Linked DNA regions of Mus musculus: all the other regions are linked to region 3. Evidence: chromatin contacts called from public Hi-C and HiChIP or PLAC-seq data. All regions are on one chromosome and are shown on one strand. The core of a region is the stretch at or near the end of the contact, and the rest is flanking DNA. Distances in the headings are between cores, read along the strand shown. Region 1 has its middle 43 kb from the start of Gm41393. Region 2 has its middle 18 kb from the start of Gm41393. Region 3 overlaps Pced1b (PC-esterase domain containing 1B).

Region 1 (3,919 bases), core at 713-3,212, 120 kb after region 3:
GGGATGTTCTTTATTGGCCTGCTTCCCCTGGCTTGCTCAGCCTGCTCTCTTATAGAAACCAAGACTACCAGCCTAGAGATGGTCCCACCCACAAGGGGCCTTTCCCCCTTGATCACTAATTGAGAAAGTGCCTTATAGTTGGATCTCATGGAGGCATTTCCTCAACTGAAGCTCCTTTGTGATAACTCCAGCTGTGTCAAGTTGACACAAAACTAGCCAGTACAACGATTATCATTACAACACAAAGGAGGCGGGAGAGAGGTATCGAATCAGAGAGGTATCGAATCAGACAGAGCATCAGACATGATAGCTGGTCCCTGCATCTGCTGTCAGTCTTTCTCCCTCCCCCTCCCTCTCCCTCTCCCTCTCCCCTCCTCCCTCCCTCTCCCCCTCTCCCCCTCTCCCTCTCTCCCTCTCTCAGAGGCCATGGAGGGATGTTCTTTATTGGCCTGTTCCTCTCCCTGTTCCACTTCCCCTCCCCCTCTCCCTGTTCCTCTTCCCCTCCCACTCTACCTCTCTCCCCCTCCCTCCCTCTCCCCCTCCCCCCTCTGTGTGTGTGTGTGTCTTTACTGTCTCAACCACACCCCCCACCCTGTAGTAGCGAAGTATGGATGGCTGTACCATCAAGAACTCATCCCAGAGAATTCTCACAATGGTGTTGGCGATTTTAAAATGTGTGTGTTGTGGCAGTTGCTGCCTGCCTGTTAATCTCACCTCCTACCACCACCCGGGGTTGAGACAGCATGAGCAGGAGGAAGCCAGAAGCTGCTGCTGGTTGAGTGCAGCCAGAGCCAGTAGGAGCCAGTCTCTGCAGACAGCCTGGTAATAGAGGTCAGGCGGCTGTGGGCAAGTGCATATGTGATCCACACTTGACTACTGCCCAGGTCAGGTGATTACTGCAGAGATGGCTCCTTGGGCGGCATATACAGTCTATATATTCTCAGCCTGAGACGAACTGATTTAGAAATGGTGCAGAGAGGAGGAACCCAACTGTACAAGCCTGTAATTCCAGCATTTGAGAGTCTTAAGCAGGAGGATGAAAAATTCAAAGCCAGCCTGGGGTACATCACAATATCCTGATCAGCTTGGGCTATCTAGAGAAACTGTTTCAAAAAGGGAGAAACAGAAGTTGGAGAAGATATTGTTTTGAGTATGTGACAAACTTCCATCTCCAATAGGAAGAACAAGAGGAACCGTAATGGGAGAATTCAGAGATAAATTCAGAGTGAACCTTAGGGAAACAGGAAGTTGAAGCTTTCTAGAAACTTCTCTTTATAGCCAGGGCTTTCGAGATTTCACAGCGAAGGGCTTCACGGTGTTCTAGTTCGTGAGGAAGGCAGCCTACCGAACCTTTCAATCTGAAGACACAGCCTGGATTTCATCAAGTTTTCTTCTAGTATTTCTCTGATTAAACTTTTCCTACCTCCTTTCCCCAGAGCCCTCACTATCCAGATGCCTCACTCCCTGTATTAGTCCTCCCCTGTTGTCCATGTAACTTTTGCCCAAATTTCTAGATTTCCCTGATCTTATTAAAGGTTGATTCCAAATAAATGAATTTTACTGGGTAATTTTTTTTTTTTAAGTTTACACTCAAAACGTAATGGGAAACGTCAGAGAGGAAGAGTTTTATGTTCTGTTATGGAAAGGCTATACAGACAGTAAATTTATAAAGTCCAAAGATAGGAAAGCTGTTTTTGTATAATAACAGCGGGGACAGAATTTATATCCAAATGATCTTATTTATACTAAGCAAACAACAAAAATGTCCGTGCTGGGGACTGGGGTTGGGGGCAAGCTCAGAGCTCTCAGAGCCTCTTTCTTCAGAGCTTTAAGCCTGGTCAGAGGTGATCTTCAAGGCAGCTTCACAGCTGAGCAGGCTGCCTCAGCAGGAGAGCAAGGGGCTGCATCTGCAGCCAGCACTGCCCCAAAGCACACCAGGGCTGGTGATGGGCACAGGAGCAGGAAGTGGGTGGACTCTGAGTCCCAGGAAGTCTCCAAGTGCAGCAGAGGGGGATCCCACAGAGGTCTCACCTCAATTGTGAGTTCAGAATTTCATTCAGAAGCAGCCTCTCTCTAACTTACAAGAAAGAGTGAAGGTTCCTGTAATTCCCGCCATATTTCCTTACAAAGCAAACGGAACGGAAGCCCCTGGGGGTGTCCTTGTGGAACTGCAGTAAGCTTTGATAAATGATCTGCTACTGACTACCTAGGCACGTGTCCACGGTGCCTGCTCTCCATGGATTACTAAGATCTATCCTGCCGACCAGAGTCTTGGTAAGCAAGCATAGTCCTACAAACAACTTTTTTTTTTTTTTCAGGGAACTTTTAAAACCCGAGGCTTACACAAAACCACCTGATAAAAATAGCCTGCTAGTTCTTGGGCTTTTAGTTTCAAAGTCTGTTTCCCCATCTGTTATCCAAAGTCTAGGTCTACACAACCAAGCAAAATGGAAGCTTGTGTAATTGTCCTTTGACTCAATGGCTAACAGGCGATCAGAGCTGGAAGGAACACCTGTGCTCGTCCGATTCAGCATCCGCTAAAGTGTGATCCCTTCAAAGCGTCTACTAACCTGAGAGTGGATGCCCAAGTTGCTTGTGTGGTACAGGCAGGGAGGGAGGTCGTTACCTTGACAGACAGCCGGTTAGATGGCTGGACCACCCAGATTGCTACTATTGTAGCTTTTTCTCTCCCTGGAGTCTACTTATCCCATTAGATTACAGAGTAAGTAGGTTCACTATGGTTGCTGCTAAGTTTTTTTAAAGTAACAATATGAAGACAGCCATAGCATCTCCCTATGGGAACGATTCTGACACTTAAGAGGCAGGCCTAGTGACCTGCAACAGTTCTCAGTTCCAGGCAAAGCTGAGTGTGCACTGCAAGGTCATCTCTTGCCTGGAGACTCTGGCCTTGACAGCATTGTGTTGCGCCTACACAAGGTAAGCTGTCTCAGGTGGCTCACGCAGCTCCCCGGTGGAGGCAAACTTTCATGGAGTCAGAAGAGGCAGCAGCAGCTACACTGGCCCTGCCTGTTGCCAGAGGGAGGATTCTATGTAACCAAGAAAATGCTCTTCTGTAAAAAGCTGAGAGCTGGTGGGCAGGAAGATCACAAGAATGAGGCTAGCCTTGGCTACATAGTGAGTTCAAGGCCAGCCTGGGCTGCATGAGACCTCATCTCAAAAACAATCAAACAAACAAATAAACAAAAACAAAAAAATCCTGGCCATCTCCCCACCCCCTACATTTGTATCTGTACCCAATACCCCAAATATTTACATCTGTATCCCAAATATTTAACTATTTCTTGCTCGGTGTCACTCTGGTGTGATTAGTGATGGTAGACCAAGACAGGGACCAAAGAAGGAGAGATGACAAGAAGTCATTTGTCCTCTGCTTGGAGAAACGTTTCATTGTTTTTTGTGACAACATGAATAGGATGATAGACTAACCAACCATGATGAGGAAGGGGCGTAGTACAGTGATAGAGCACTTGCTTGCATGTTACTCTGTCTTAAAATGAGTAAATGGATAATGTAGTGTGTGGGTTGTCATTGTCAGGCACCGGCCCTAAGTTTTGCAGTTTCATTTATTTCAAATATACTTTAAATAATCACTGAGTTTGCTATTAGTGTCATGTATGTGTGTGTACTGGGATCCGTATTTGGAAGGCAGAGAGCATCTCTGTGGAGTGGAATCTTTTTCCCAACTTCTCATGGGTTCCAGGGATTAAACTCACATCCCGAGGCGTATGCAGCAAGTGCTCTAACTGCTGAGCCATCTTGCCAGCCCCTAAAATATCCCCCCCCCCCCCAGTTTTTCAAGACAGGATTTTTCTGTTATAGCTCTGGCTGGCCTGGAACTCACTCTGTAGACCAAGCTAACCTTGAACTCAAGAGACCTGCCTGCCTCTGCCTTCCAAGT
Region 2 (3,480 bases), core at 220-2,719, 95 kb after region 3:
TTACATCAAAGGTGGCACTGATACCACTCATCCCCTTCCCACCCCTTCCTTCCCTGCCACCTGCCTGGGAATCAGAGAGCCTGGTGGCAGGTTCTTGCCACCCCCATCCTCAAAACCTCCCCCATCCTCAGAAAGCTCTGAGAGACCTATTTCTGCCACAGAGACTGTGAGATTCCTCCCTTCGGGGTCTGAACTCTCCTCAGAGCCTGCTCCCTATCCCCCCTCAACCCAGTACTCCTGCCTTTCTGTCTAAGCATTAATAGCCGTAGGAGGATGGTCTGGTGTAGCTTGTATTTGAATGCTAAATTCCATACCCCAAGATCTGATTGTGGATTGTCATGTCTAACCAGCCTTTTTTTGTGTGTGTGAACCTTGCTCCGCAAGTTAACTGGTCAATAAAAGGCTAAAGCCTGTGATTAGGCAATGACAGGCAGGTTTTCCGTTGGGTCTCAGGTAGAGAGGGAGAAAGTAGAAAGGACATGGAGAGAGGCAGAAGCTGCCATGAGAGGAGACACGGACCGTGAGCACGTGGCCAGGAGAAACAGCAAGCAACAAGGGACACATGGCCAGGATGTGAGTTAGAAAAGCTCCAAAACCTGCCCAATCTAAGCGGACAGCTTGTAAAGAAAACACCTGGATTGTGTGTCTTTTCTATGGGCTAGCTAGAATTTCTAATTCATTTTACAAATAGCTCTTCCAATAATCTGTACTCCCAGTCAGCCATTTAGCTGACTGTTGAACTAACCCCCTTTAAGCACAACAAGGTGAGCCTTTTCTGTCCCAAGCCATGGTGGACCAGATCTTTTTTTTTTTTTTTTTTTTTTTTAGAGCATTTCATTCCATGATCCCCACAAAAAAGAAGGGGGGCTTTCAAAGTCACACTATAAGATACTATAATGACACTGAAGTTTGTTGTTTGGTTTTGTTTGTGACAGGCTTTTTCTGTGCAGCGCTGGCTGTCCTGGAACCCACTCTGTAGACCAGGCTGGCCTTAAACTCGAAGAGATCTGCCTGCCTCTGCCTCCCAAGTGCTTGGATTTAATGTGTGTGCTACCAATGCCCGACACGATGTTGAGTTTTATGTTAAGGGTACAGATTCTTCATTGATGTACATGAGTAGGTGAATGCCCTGGTACTGTAGTTTCTGATAGAGTGGGATCAATCTATGCAGAATCAAGGATGTCTAACCACAAAGGAAAATTCTGACCACTAAGAAACACAGATGCCAAGACAACAGAACAGTACAGTTCTCCTGGGCTACCTCACATAAAACTCCTTGCCAGGGGCCAAGGTAGTCTCCCTTCTGGAGTAGATGAAGGCTTTCTTCTATGCCATGCTTACAATGATTTTGCAGGAATTAGCTGTATCTGCGGCAAGAATACACAAAAGAGCAACAGTGAGTTGTGTGCATGCTTCAGTACAGTTTCCGGGAAGCCAAATGAAGCCTGTGGTCGCCAGCTTCCTCTGTTTTCCTCCAAGCTCCGCCCTTCTCCTTGTCTGTGAAGCTTGGCTCTCTGAACGCTGCTGTCAGGCCTTGTATTTCTCGTCCCTGGTGTCTCCCAACTTTGCCATTTTAACTGTATTGTTGTTTTCACTGTGACATCAGGGAACCAAGGAAGAGCAAGACCAAGACTGGAGCAGGTCAGAGCCTCCGGAGCCTGGAGTGATGGGGGATTAGATGCTAAGCCATTTGACCTTGGGACTATGTTTCCCTCCGTGTGTTTGCTCCCCTACAATGTCTGGTCCACTTCCCTCGGTCTCTTGTTTAGCACCGGCCTGTCTGTGTATGCCGCTCCCTCAACGTCGAGTTTGTCAAGGCGTTTCTTCAATGCCCCCTTCTCGGTGCGTATTTTTAACAGCCGTCCCTACTAAGTTCCCCATCTGCTCTGTGATTCTTATCTCTAATTCCCTCTGGGCACCATAACCATATCTACAAAGGCTTTTTCTACCAGAGTGCTTCAGAAGGTGCCAGCCAGCCAGCCAGCAGACATTTGTTACCCTTGACTTAAGGAGTCCAGCCAGGGCGAGTCACTGGGAGAGCTGTTGTGTATCTGTTTCCTTTCGGAGTGTCTAAGGCTTGATTTGGCAGCAGTTGGTGATGTTGAGAACAGTTAATGGCAGTGAAAAGAAATCTATAGGGATGGAGTCTGCTGCACAAAGTGAGGTCGATGCAAGGTGCCTGTTGAGGGTTTGGTCCTGTTGCTATGCACTGTGATGCTAAATATCAGCCCACAAGATCTAGTTGCTTCACAGACAAGGAGATCCTCATGTATACCAAATGATGCTATGTGACTTTCCTCCTTAATTTAGAACTATCAGGGCTCTCCAGAGATGGCTCAGTGGTTAAGAGCACTGACTGCTCTTCCCAGAAGTCCTGAGTTCAAATCCCACCAACCACATGGTGGCTCACAACCATCCCTCTTCTGGTGTGTCTGAAGACAGCTACAGTATAACAAATAAGTAAATCTTTTTTAAAAATTAGAACTGCCTGGCGTGGTGGCACATGCCTTTAATCCCAGCACTCGGGAGGCAGAGGCAGGTAGATTTCTGAGTTCGAGGCCAGCCTGGTCTACAAAGTGAGTTCCAGGACAGCCAGAGCTATACAGAGAAACCCTGTCTCGAAAAACAAAAACAAACACACACACAAAAATTAGAACTATCAGTTGAATAAAGATGCCTACAGCCTGTAGCTGGGCGGAGACAGGTAGATGGGATTCCCGGGCTTGGGGATCTGAGGCAGGGACTATGAGGAGGGGAGGAGAGTTAAGAGAGAGGAGAAGATGCCATGGGTTAAGGGCTCATGAGAACTGGCCATGAGGGCTGGCCAGTTGGAGTAAGAGAGGCCCAGGTGGAAGATGGCAAGTCATATCTCAGGGTTATTGGCAGGGAAGTAGACACAATAACTTAGAGGGTTGACATCTGACCAGCTCTAGTGCTGTTAAGGGTGATTATAAATATAAAGGTTTTGTGGCTTTTATCTGGGTCAAAGGTGGGGTGGAAACCCCCAATTAATTTTTGCTACAACAGATGCCAGTTGTGTACTGGCAGGGGAGGCGGGCACAGAGACAGACACACAGATATTTACTGGAGAATGCAGAGAGTTTGGGAGCGAGCAGCAGGCCATAAGTCACCAGTAAGAAACTTGCTGGGAGCACAGGGACCCCAGAGGCCTTCAGCGGGGCTCGTTCGGGTCCTTTCTTTTTTTCCCTGGGGCCAGAAGTCTTAGAAAAATTGTATGCAATCATATAGAGAGCTAAGTTTTGTTCTGTTCTGTTCTGTTCTGTTCTGTTTTGTTTTGTTTGTTTGTTTGTTTGTTTTCTATTTCAGGTCTTGATATAGACTGAGGATATAATATTCATTACATATTTATTCTCCCAAACTTATCTTGTTTTGAAGGTAACTTACTCTATAACTCAGGCTGGCCTTGAACTTGTAAAGATCCCTTGCCTCAGCCTCCCAAGTGCTAGATTACAGTAGTAA
Region 3 (3,886 bases), core at 1,151-3,650:
TTAATGAGCCAAGCAATGGGTGGCTAACTGGTCAGTTGTGCTCACAGTAAAAAAGCCCCTTAGCGAAGGGAGTGATGGTTTGACTGATTCACGGAATAAAAGGAAGTCATTGTCCACTTCTGCGTTATCAACACGAAAACCCAACAGTCGCTGCGAAGAAGTGGGGAAATGGTTTATTCTGGAACCAATGATGAGGGATCGTGGCCCATAAAATCGGCTGTAGTGTACCTGAATACTGGGTTCCAATGTCCAAACTGTTTCACAGAGTTTGTAGTGAGCAAAGCAAAGAAAGTCATAACTCAGGCGCTTTTCAAACGGAAGATGGAAACAGGAAACCTCTGTCATTGGCCTCATATACTTCTTAACGATACTTTCAGGCTTTGTCATCACAAAGATGTTGGGTCACACACGCAGGGGACAGAAATTGGTTATTCAGAGGCTGAGTTAACCCAAGATAATTTAGCTTTAGACCAGACGCACTGAAGTCTCCACTTTAAAAACAAACAAACAGACAGACAAAAACGGTTTTTAAAAAGATGTGTTTATTTTATGTATGATGTTGTTATGCCTTTGTGTGTGTCTATGCGCCATGTGCATGTGTAGTACCCACAGTGGCCACCAGAGGGCCCAGTGAGCCACCGTGTGTGCTAGGAACCAAATTTGGGTCTAAAGCAAGAGCAAGCAGATCTTAACCACTGAGCCTTCTCTCGGCGAGATGCTACCCCTAACTAACTCGGTGCAGCCGCTTCCAGCGAGCGCTTCCTTGTCTCTCGCTCATCCGCGCTCCTGTTGGTTCACCCTGCTGGCCTTACCTCACGGTTTCCACTACTATCTTCACCGCTTTGCTTTTCCGATCGTAAATTTTGCATCCTATAACTTTTTTTTTTTTTTTTTTTTTTTTTTTTGGTTTTTGAGACAGGGTTTCTCTGTATAGCCCTGGCTGTCCTGGAACTCATTCTGTAGACCAGGCTAGCCTTGAACTCAGAAATCCGCCTGCCTCTGCCTCCTGAGTGCTGGGATTAAAGGCGTGCGCCACCACGCCCGGCAACTTTTTTTTTTTTCTTTTTCTACTTAAAAAAAAAAATTCTTTTGAGCGTTGTTACGGGGTAGCTAGCACCAGGAACACCACCTTGGTTTTGCTCTATTTTAGAGAAAATTAGGAAGCAAGCGTTGATTACAGTTTGGCCAAACTTTTGCTCCTGTTTTGCTTTTCCTTGTATCTTATACATCTGAGTGTTTTGCCTACTGCATCTAAGTGCACCACGTGCATGCCCGGTGCCCACAAATGTCAGGAGAGGGCATCAGATCACCTGGAACTGGAGTCACCCAGTGCATGCTGGGAACTGACCCCGGGGCGGGGGGGGGGGGGGGGCTCCGGAGGGTGGTGGTGAGGGGGGGCTCTGTAACAACAGGAGGCGCTTTTTAACCATTGAGCCATCTCTCCAACCCCCCACTTATTCTTAACACATCTAGAAATCCTGTCAGCCTTCCCATTTCTATCAGCAAGCATGGTCTACAAAATCTGACTTTAAAAGAAATCATTCTTTTTTTTTTTTTTTTTGTAATGGGAAATATGACTGAATTTCGTAATGTTTCCCGATTGCACAAAAATATGAATATTTTCTACTTGGTACTTTCTAAGAACTTACGGTTTAAAACAGGAGAAGAAAGTATCTTTTCCTCCTACAGTTCTAAGTTGTTGGCTGAGGCCCTCAGAGCAAAAGACAGATGAAGAAAAGAAGAGCCCACACAGTTATTAATACTATTGTGCTGCCACAGGAGCCTTCATGAGGAATTGGTCCTGAGGCTGGCAGAAACAGTTAAATGATTATTTTCCTGCTCCGTTGAATGCAGAGTGAGATGTCCTGGACTGTGATCCTGCAAAGGGGACTTAAGGCCAGGGACAGTGGGCAAGAGGGGCCAGGAGACAGGGTCTGTTCTCATCCACCCTACCATGGTTTACACTGCCCCTACCTCACCACCACTACCTACACCTCCCCCTGCCCCACCACCACCTACACCTCCCCCTGCCCCACCACCACCTACACCTCCCCCTGCCCCACCACCACCTACACCTCCCCCTGCCCCACCACCACCTACACCTCCCCCTGCCCCACCACCACCTACACCTCCCCCTGCCCCACCACCACCTATACCTCCCCCTGCCCCACCACCAGCTACACCTCCCCCTGCCCCACCACCAGCTACACCTCCCCCTGCCCCACCACCACCTACACCTCCCCCTGCCCCACCACTGCCTACTCTGCCCTCCATCTTGAGGTAGATTGTTCCTTCTGTCACAGCGTAGGGTGACTTACACCAGGGTCTTAGGTAGTGCTCCCTAGGACAGTCCTTCCTGCATCTGCCTTTTCTCACAGGTCTTCAGTTTCACACAGGCCCAAGCCAAGGCACTGTCTCATGGGTGGAGTTTCCCAAACCACACTGCTTCGGCCTCACTGCTGTCTAATGTTACCCAGAGTGCTAACTTGGCTTTCACTGAATCTCCATAGTTCCAAATAAAATACACTAACTGATGTTCTCTCTGTTTCAGAGTGCTTTATGCGTTTAGCTTCTGTGGTTTCTAATACACCCAAGGTGGCAGCCAGTGTATGTTTTACATCTTGTCTTAGGCATTTTGAGACAAGGTATGTAGCTGGCTGTGGACCTCAGGTTAGTCTTTTTGTTTTTTGGTTTTTTAAAGAACTATTTATTTTATGTATAGGAGTTCATTGGTGCTGTCTTCAGACACACCAGAAGAGGGCATCAGATCCCATTACAGATGGTTGTGAGCCACCCTCTGTAATGTGGTTGCTGGGAATTGAACTCAGGACCTCTGGAAGAGCAGCCACTGCTCTTAACCTCTGAGTCATCTCTCCAGCCCACTTTAGGTTTAGTCTTAAGTGCGCGCTTTCTCCTGCTTCAGCCTCCTGATTACAGCTGTGCACCACCACACTCTTAGAGTGTCCTTTCTGTTGTATCATGCTCATCACTGACTGCACCACTGTTTTTAAATTAAATTATGTTTTATATGGTATCAGTACTCATCGCTGCTCTCTTTTTGCGATATCCTTTTGTTTTTCTTAGCCTTTAAAAAAGTCACTTTGATAAACTAAAATGATAATAATAAAGTCAGATATTGATGGCTTTTGCTACTTAATGCAGTATGTCGATCTCTGTTTCCCATCAGACAGACCTAGCCTATGCATAGCAGAGATGTTATTCTATCCCATCAGACACAGTTGCTCTTACTTTGTGTCTCTGTTTAGCTTTCCCGCTGGGTTGAGCTACATCCTCATTGCCTTGTCAGCTAGAAACCCTGTTCCTCGCTGACCACACCCTCCACTCCACTGGCAACCACAGATGGTTCTCTTCCCACAGTAGCTTCTGGACCACGATGTCAGTCCATTTTTTTTTCTTGCTATAACAAAAGATGTAAAGCTATGTGTTTTATAAAGAAAATAATTTTCTGGGGCTGGAAACATAGCCCACTGGTTAAGCTGCTCTTGTTGAAGACCCAAGTTCTGTTTCCAGTATCCATGGTAAGGGCCTCACAGTCACTGTAACTCAGCTCTCCAGGAATCCAGTGCCCTCTTCTGCCCTCTCTGGGCACTGGACACATGTGGCACACAGGCACACAAAGTAATGAAAGAAAGTTTAGTTGATTGAGTTTACAGGCTGAATCTAAAGGTTGGGCAGGTTCCTTGACCATTAGCTTTATCTGTGTAATGGCTATCAGACTATCAACCTCATATGTAATCAACATAAATAAGTTATGATTTGTCAGAAGCTGATGCTTGGTGAGCCTCCCAAATGACAGCCATTGTTGCTTGTAACACATACATACATATGTGCATACATACATACATACATACATGTGTGAGAGAGA

Evidence for each region. HiChIP or PLAC-seq counts read pairs in DNA pulled down with a chosen protein or histone mark. A called contact is a pair of places that touch in the nucleus more often than the background predicts.
Region 1: a contact with region 3 is called in a CTCF HiChIP or PLAC-seq map of CD8 T cells, with 5 times the contacts expected there. The contact joins two enhancer-like sites. A contact is called at or near these places in 1 of 39 promoter capture datasets (embryonic stem cells), 4 of 15 datasets of contacts at CTCF or cohesin (CD8 T cells, embryonic stem cells and large pre-B cells), 40 of 484 Hi-C or Micro-C datasets (CD8 T cells, ECoMG myeloid progenitors, the G1E-ER4 cell line and 11 more), 17 of 115 datasets of contacts at active chromatin or transcription factors (CD8 T cells, the NIH/3T3 cell line, acute myeloid leukemia and 5 more) and 1 of 9 other capture datasets (embryonic stem cells).
Region 2: a Hi-C map of CD8 T cells shows a contact between it and region 3, with 4 times the contacts expected there. The contact joins two enhancer-like sites. A contact is called at or near these places in 3 of 15 datasets of contacts at CTCF or cohesin (embryonic stem cells and pro-B cells), 18 of 484 Hi-C or Micro-C datasets (B cells, CD4 T cells, CD8 T cells and 8 more) and 8 of 115 datasets of contacts at active chromatin or transcription factors (effector CD8 T cells, embryonic stem cells, large pre-B cells and 1 more).

What each region holds. Positions count from the first base shown.
Region 1 is chr15:97,447,934-97,451,852 of GRCm38.p6, forward strand. No RefSeq gene overlaps it. Among named protein-coding and RNA genes, the nearest start is that of Gm41393, 43 kb to the left of the region's middle. Within about 2 kb of position 1,963, at least 29 of the 459 cell types and tissues checked have an H3K27ac peak or open chromatin away from gene starts, as enhancers often do. A contact at or near this core is called in CD8 T cells, where this site is marked.
Region 2 is chr15:97,423,067-97,426,546 of GRCm38.p6, forward strand. No RefSeq gene overlaps it. Among named protein-coding and RNA genes, the nearest start is that of Gm41393, 18 kb to the left of the region's middle. Within about 2 kb of position 1,470, at least 49 of the 459 cell types and tissues checked have an H3K27ac peak or open chromatin away from gene starts, as enhancers often do. A contact at or near this core is called in CD8 T cells, where this site is marked.
Region 3 is chr15:97,327,066-97,330,951 of GRCm38.p6, forward strand. All of the region lies in intron 3 of Pced1b (PC-esterase domain containing 1B), which reads left to right. Among named protein-coding and RNA genes, the nearest start is that of Gm33325, 28 kb to the right of the region's middle. Within about 2 kb of position 2,401, at least 5 of the 459 cell types and tissues checked have an H3K27ac peak or open chromatin away from gene starts, as enhancers often do. A contact at or near this core is called in CD8 T cells, where this site is marked.